Regions from separate parts of the Mus musculus genome. Here region 2 is linked to region 1. The links are chromatin contacts, called in public Hi-C maps. All regions are on one chromosome and are shown on one strand. Each heading gives the region's core, a stretch centred on a gene start, on an enhancer-like site or on the middle of the called end of the contact. The rest is flanking DNA. Distances are from core to core; before and after follow the strand shown. Region 1 has its middle 18 kb from the start of Cd36. Region 2 overlaps Gnat3 (guanine nucleotide binding protein, alpha transducing 3).

Region 1 (3,227 bases), core at 313-2,812:
ACCTTCATCAATTCTTTCCTGCATAAAAAAAGCTATGAAAACATTTTTAGAAAGTGTGAAAACATGTTCTGCAGTATGGACTTGCTGAATCAAGGCTGTGGTGGAAGCAGCAACAAAAGGTAGAGATCAAAGAGATCCACCTTTCAATTCCCAACATAAGAGCAACAGTAAAAACACATGAACTAAAAGAGCCACACTCGCCATTGCATACACTCCAGGATCATCAAACCATGGAGACAAGTTTGCAGGCAAAAGAACCTAAAGAGGTTGCCTAACAATAAAAAAAAAAAGAAAGAAAGAAAAGAAGAGAAGAGAAGAGAAGAGAAGAGAAGAGAAGAGAAGAGAAGAGAAGAGAAAAGAAAAGCAAAGAAAAGCAAAGAAAAGCAAAGCAAAGCAAAGCAAAGAAAAGAATGCCAGGGGAAAATGTCTGATTAGTACAATTTGTTATAACACAAGTAACACGGGAGGCATCATAAAAGGAATTTTTTTCTCAAATATTAGAGCACTGAGCAAACTTTCAGTCAAAATTGCAAAAGAAAAAATAATATAGGCTTAAAACCCAGAGTAAAAAGAAGAACATTTTAGCAAAGGACATTTAATGACAATCTAGTTGGTTGCAGAAAAAGTTTATATAAATGTCTTTGGAGGACAAGATGGTCAGATGGTTTAGCTAGAAAAGTAGAAGGCACTCATCCAGCAGAAAACCAATAACTAATTGGCGAAAGCCTTTTAAGTATATCCTCATTCCAGGAAAGCAAACATTACTGGCATTCAAATAATTCCTATAACCATAACCATGACTAGGAATAGAGCAATTATATATGTTGTCTGGGGATTCTTTAACATAGAAGTAACTCCTTTCCTGGGAAACACTCAGCATAACCATTGTGGGTAGCCTCTTCCTGGATCAACCATATCCCAATTGTGATTAAATTGTTCAGCTGGCAAACAGCTGGAGAAGGAACTAGGGGGTATCCTTAGCATTGTAAGGGCCCCAGGAGAAATCTCATCAGAAGGAGAAACAAAGTTCCAAGTCCAGGGGTATCTGTCACCATCTGGTCCTCTTTTAGGAAAATTAGTCAACAAGGTTCTATAATTAAGAGAAATACAACCATGCTGAAGAGAAATCTACAGTGGCAAAACAGATGGGTGAGCCATCAGCATATCCAGTGTAATTTAGAATAACATACATCTTGTGAGTAACAAATGCAACACAATCCCACCCCGCATCCCATCGGTTTAGGGTCCTTTACCACAACTATAAAGTCCTCATGATCCCAAGTGACAGGATGGAACAATGATGGCTCAGGAACATAAGTCCAGAATTGACCTTCCTCGGCACAAAAAAAAAAAAAAAAAACAAAAACAAAAAAAAAAAAAAAACCCATAAAGGAATACCTGAACAGTGAGCAAAGCAATTGCAGCTATAAACAAAAAATGTGAGGCAAATTCTTGGCTCGTGAGGGCTTTGATCTGACCCCAAGTGAACAAAGCAGTGTTCTGGGTGTTGTAGACACAATGGTGAAGTGAAACTTTCTCACCATTATCTCCTCCTCTAGAGCCAGTGGGAGAAGTGTGGGTGGACCCGGCTAGCTCCCCAGTAGTGGGTGTTTGTGTTACCCATTCAGCTTGGACAGCGGTGGAACAAGGTATTTTGCTGTGATGATGTCTCATCATCAAGAACTCAAACAGGTGTGTCAGCATCCTGGGTAAAATATCCAGACCCTTTCCAATGAAGGAAAGTGAGTCAGGTCCAATTTAGCATGAAGACCCTGGGGTTCTACCTAGAAAAGAAGAGGATGCAGAGACATAGGGAAAGTGGAACAGTCTCTAATAATAGCATGTGCTGTTTCATGTGGAATGTGAAACTCAAGTTGAAGAGCAGAAGTACTTTGATGGTGCAGAGCATGGTCTCTATGATGTTCCTGCATTGAGCAAACAGTGGGCTGAGTAAGTCAATCTGCCAAATGTCAAGGACCAGGAAGCTAAAAAGGAGCATGAATGTGCTCAATGAAAAATGAGAAAGACTGAGAAGGAACTGCAACTTGAAGCTGTAGTAAAAGTGAAAATACAGAAGTCTATGTAGCAAGAAACAAAGCATTTTCAAGATGAGGAAACAGTGTAGCAGGAGTCTGCATATAGGTTAAAAGTCTTGTCTTAGGGGCAATCATATACTACAAGAACTGCTCTGAGCTCTACCCTCTGAGACAAAGTTTCCTCTGTGGAAAAGGAATGTGGCTTAGCATTAATGATAGATGCTGCTGTGTCATTAGAAGAGTCATGTGTAAATACCAAGGCTGCATGAGAAGGTAAAGGAGAGATATGGCAAATGGGAGGGAAAAAATGTTTATGGACAAACTGCAAAAGAGGGGACAGAAGCAAATGATATTTATAAATATCTGTGAAACCCAAAGTAGCAGTCAGCCAATTATCAGATTCAGAGAGCAAAATAATTACTTGTTCAATACTGTAATAGTAATAATCTCTGAAACATCTTGACCAAAAAATTCCTTGCTTCTATGTCAGGCTTTTATTATGACTGTGGCCACCAAATCAGTGTATGAAGCTAAAGCCTTCTTGGAAGACACAGGTAAATGAAGCCATTCCAAAGAACCCTCCTGTCATAAACAGCCAGTAGGTATATTGTATGTTGAAATAAGGACCAAGAGCCTGGACTTAATATAATAAAGTCTTGTCACTTTATGTAAGGCAATAGCTTTTTCTGCTATCCTTGGGGCCTCTTGGGCCCCAGTGGTAAGTGTCTTAGGATATCTAGGCTCTAAATAATCCCTGACTATATCAAACAGAGGTCTAAATTAGGAAGTGGATAATTTTAAATATGGTCTGAGCCAATTAATATCACCCAATAGTCTTTTAAATGATTTAAGTCCTGTAGCTTATCTATTCTGATCTGTAAAGACTGAGAGGTGACAAAGTCATTCTCTATACTTCTTCCTAAATAAAAAATATCAGGGTTCAATCTGGTTTGATGTTGGTGGTGTTTTTTTTTTTTTTTATTTTGAGTTTTTGTTTGTTTGGGTTTGGTGGGGGTGTGGGGGAATGGGAGGGCAACCCTAAGCCCAAATTTATCAAGTGCTATTATGTAAAAAGCAACAGACAGAGTGAGAGATTAAAATATATTACTTTCAACAACAGGAGTGCTCCAGGGACCTATCTTAAGTTGTTCCTCTGCCAGTTGAAAGGCTACCTGCAACGTTTCCTGTGTA
Region 2 (3,227 bases), core at 528-3,027, 160 kb after region 1:
ATCATAAAATACTAGGTCATCTGCAATAGATTGGAATAGGGATTTTGTTTATTTGTTTTTTGTTTTTTAGCTACAACTGAAAGATAAAGTTTTATTAAGAATTTACAGATTAGACGGCAACTAGACTGAAAACATAATGTGAGTTAAAGGAGAGTAATTCAGAATAGATAAGAATTGAGCATAAAAGCTTGTTAAAAGAAATTCAAGGCCTGCTAGTGGATAGAATTTAACCATCATGTCCTTGACTCCCAGTCCTGATATTCTTCCTGTAAAAAGACACCCTGTTCTCTCCTCAAAATCCAAATCACCTTTTCACGTGATTACATTGTCCTGGGCCCAAGATCACTTAGTTTTCTACTAAGCAGTCATTGGAGAGATGGTTAGATTCCCAGAATAAACTAGAACTATTGATGTCCCTATCTGTTCAAATCTGGTGGGTGTGAACAAGAATGGCAGCTGGACTGGAAAAGCCCGCTATTAATGCTATCTTCGTGATGTGCTTTCCAGAGCCTGAGTTCATGCACAGCCTCGGGCACAGCATCCCGTTCCTTTGATAAGATCCTAGGATCCAAACAGACTAACAGATAACAAAGTGGAGAACATGTATATCACCCACAATCCAGAAGTTCTACACTATTCCTATTGAAAGGTGGGGAAACATGCCAGAAGAAAACTCAATAATAAAAAAAACTGCTGTATGATCTGGAGAGAGATAACTAGAGATCATTCCAGCTAGCTCCACATGCTAGAATGAGTTAGGGACCTATGATGTAGTATATAAGTGTTTATATAAGTAGAGACTATCACACAAATGAGCCTATTATCTAGCACAGAGACTAAAATATAGCAGACTCAGAACTGTTAAATGAATGACAACCTTGAACAAGTTATCCGAACACCTCTGAAAGGTAAGAAAAACAGCTGTAAATTTCTTATAAGTTCCTCCTTCTGAGGCTCTGAGTCAAAGATTCTTCCCTATGCTCAAGAGTTTGCAGCACAGTAGGGGTTTGGGTTGGAGCATTTGAGGAATTTTTTTCTTTTCCCCAGAGATAGCTTTGTTATTTCTGTTCTTATCTTTTTGCCTGTATTTTCCAACTTGTAGTTAAACTTTAGACTTTTTGAATTTTCCCCTCTTATCAGTGGATAAATTTAAGCTTCACTTATCTGTTCTTTCCTGTGTTAACATGAGAAATATGAAGTACAAAGTAATGTTTTTTTTTTCTTTCCTTTAGCCAGCCTCTGACTATGTAGATTGTGTGTGTGGTCTTGAGTTTGCTCTGATACTCCTATTTCTGCCTCCAGAGTACTGGCATTACATACTTGCTTTTATTACAATATCCAACGCATTATACTTCTGCTATTCTTCATGAAATTAGTTGATTGACATTGGTTTGGCTAAGGTTCATCATCTTCTAGATCTGTACATTCAGACGCTTTCACTAATTATCATCTCCATCTCAGATATTCCTGTAGCTTATAACTTAGTTTCAACCTTATCAAATGTCTTCTGTCCTCAGTTTAAAGTAGCCTCAGTAACATAATAAACAATGTCAATCTTCCATACAAATTATTAATTATCTCCTACTCCACACCTCAATGACTGCAATATAAAAATCTAAGATTCCTACGAGTCAGTTACTCTACAGCTAGTCAACCATAAGCAGCTCGTTGAGACTCCTTCAATCTTTTGTTTTTGCTGTTTCCTCTTTTGCTGATACCCAGATGTTTCCCTAGACACCTGCTAAAACTCAATTCCTCATTTTCTTAGATTTTCACAGTTGGCATTTTTTTTGTAATTACTCATCAGTGCACTGTAGTTTATAACCCTTCTCTACTAGCTACACTTGACTAATGACAGATTAGAAAGCTAAATCTTTCAGTGACTAGTATTACAAACATTCTATAACCTTTGATTAAACAGACAATGAATAGTTGAGGTAACTAAGTCAGTTTTTTTGTTCTGGTTTTTAAAAACTTTACTTGCTTTCTGCAGTCACACTCTGTCACCTCACACCTAGATACTTTCACACGTGCTTGTCATAAAAATTGTCCATCCATTTCATTAGCATGGTGCTAAGCAGAAGAACCATACATAGTTTTTAGTGTCTGGTATGGCTCTCACCAAGTGACAGCGGTTCCATATAAAGTAGTGGAAATGAAGAAAGAGAACGTATGAAGTCTCTCAGAATGCCTCCGCTGTGGACAAGACATTGATGACAAAACGTGAAAGTTGAGAGAGAAGTGGTAATGAACAGTGGGGAAAAAAAGAAGCCTGGTATGAGGCCACATATCTGTATGATGCCATATACCTGTATGATGTCATACAGATGTATGATGCCACATACCTGTGATCCTACATTCTGTAACGTGAAAGCAGAAAGAAAGGACAGCCTCAGCTACGTAGTGGATTCATGTCTACTCTGTGCTACAGGAGACCCCATCTCAAAAAATAATTAACTAATTAAAAGGGAAAGAAAACTACGTGACCCCCCCCAAAGGAGAGAGGTCATGAAAGAGCCCTCTAAAAGTTATATTTATGTTGATTTAAACTAAGAGAACACCATGATTTTATTGGGTTGAGAGGAGATTGATATGAACCATCTTCCGAAGAATAGTGAGGATGAGAATAGTCACCACAGACTGTGAGTCATCACAAGTTTATTTCTTATTCTAAAGCAAAGAGAACCCATGGAAAAGAGGAAGGTGAACTTGAAATGTCCAGTCACCATGAAACATATTTAAACAAAGGGGGAAGTTCGGGGCCAGTCTTTCTGGAGGCTGGAAAAGCAGCAACAGGGCAATGTGTGAGGAGGCTTTTACTGGCCCTGAGTAGACACTGGTGACTTCATTTTAGCTGTTCAGTACCTGGAGAAAGGGGAAAGGGTGGTACAAAGAGGGAGTGCTGGCTACTTATCACTTTTCTCTGACACGACAATTGCTACCAATTCGATAATATAGAACTGAGTCAGCACATTTAAACACCTCTTTTTGAATGATTCCCATGATCCTTCAGAATAACTTGAACCCCATTGTGTACTGACATACTTTTTGAATAATTGAATATTTAATTGCATAATACTATGAGTGCTTGCATATTTATCTCTCTGTCAGCCAGCAAGATCTTTGAAAACAGCAATTATATCTTCTCATCTTCATGTAAACTGATTTAAATCAGTGTTAGCACAGAACACAAACTTATTGGATAAAAAAGAAATGCAGGTAGAGAT

The links. A called contact is a pair of places that touch in the nucleus more often than the background predicts.
Region 2: a Hi-C map of bone marrow-derived macrophages shows a contact between it and region 1, with 51 read pairs. The contact joins two enhancer-like sites. A contact is called at or near these places in 9 of 484 Hi-C or Micro-C datasets (the HPC-5 cell line, LSK cells, bone marrow-derived macrophages and 5 more), 5 of 115 datasets of contacts at active chromatin or transcription factors (bone marrow-derived dendritic cells, bone marrow-derived macrophages, hepatocytes and 2 more) and 4 of 9 other capture datasets (adipose tissue, bone marrow-derived macrophages, liver and 1 more).

The regions. Positions count from the first base shown.
Region 1 is chr5:17,852,754-17,855,980 of GRCm38.p6, forward strand. It overlaps a transcript of Cd36 not described here. Among named protein-coding and RNA genes, the nearest start is that of Cd36, 18 kb to the left of the region's middle. Within about 2 kb of position 1,563, at least 33 of the 459 cell types and tissues checked have an H3K27ac peak or open chromatin away from gene starts, as enhancers often do. A contact at or near this core is called in bone marrow-derived macrophages and conventional type 1 dendritic cells, where this site is marked.
Region 2 is chr5:18,011,669-18,014,895 of GRCm38.p6, forward strand. The region is part of intron 5 of Gnat3 (guanine nucleotide binding protein, alpha transducing 3); the gene reads left to right. Among named protein-coding and RNA genes, the nearest start is that of Gnat3, 51 kb to the left of the region's middle. Within about 2 kb of position 1,778, at least 43 of the 459 cell types and tissues checked have an H3K27ac peak or open chromatin away from gene starts, as enhancers often do. A contact at or near this core is called in bone marrow-derived macrophages and conventional type 1 dendritic cells, where this site is marked.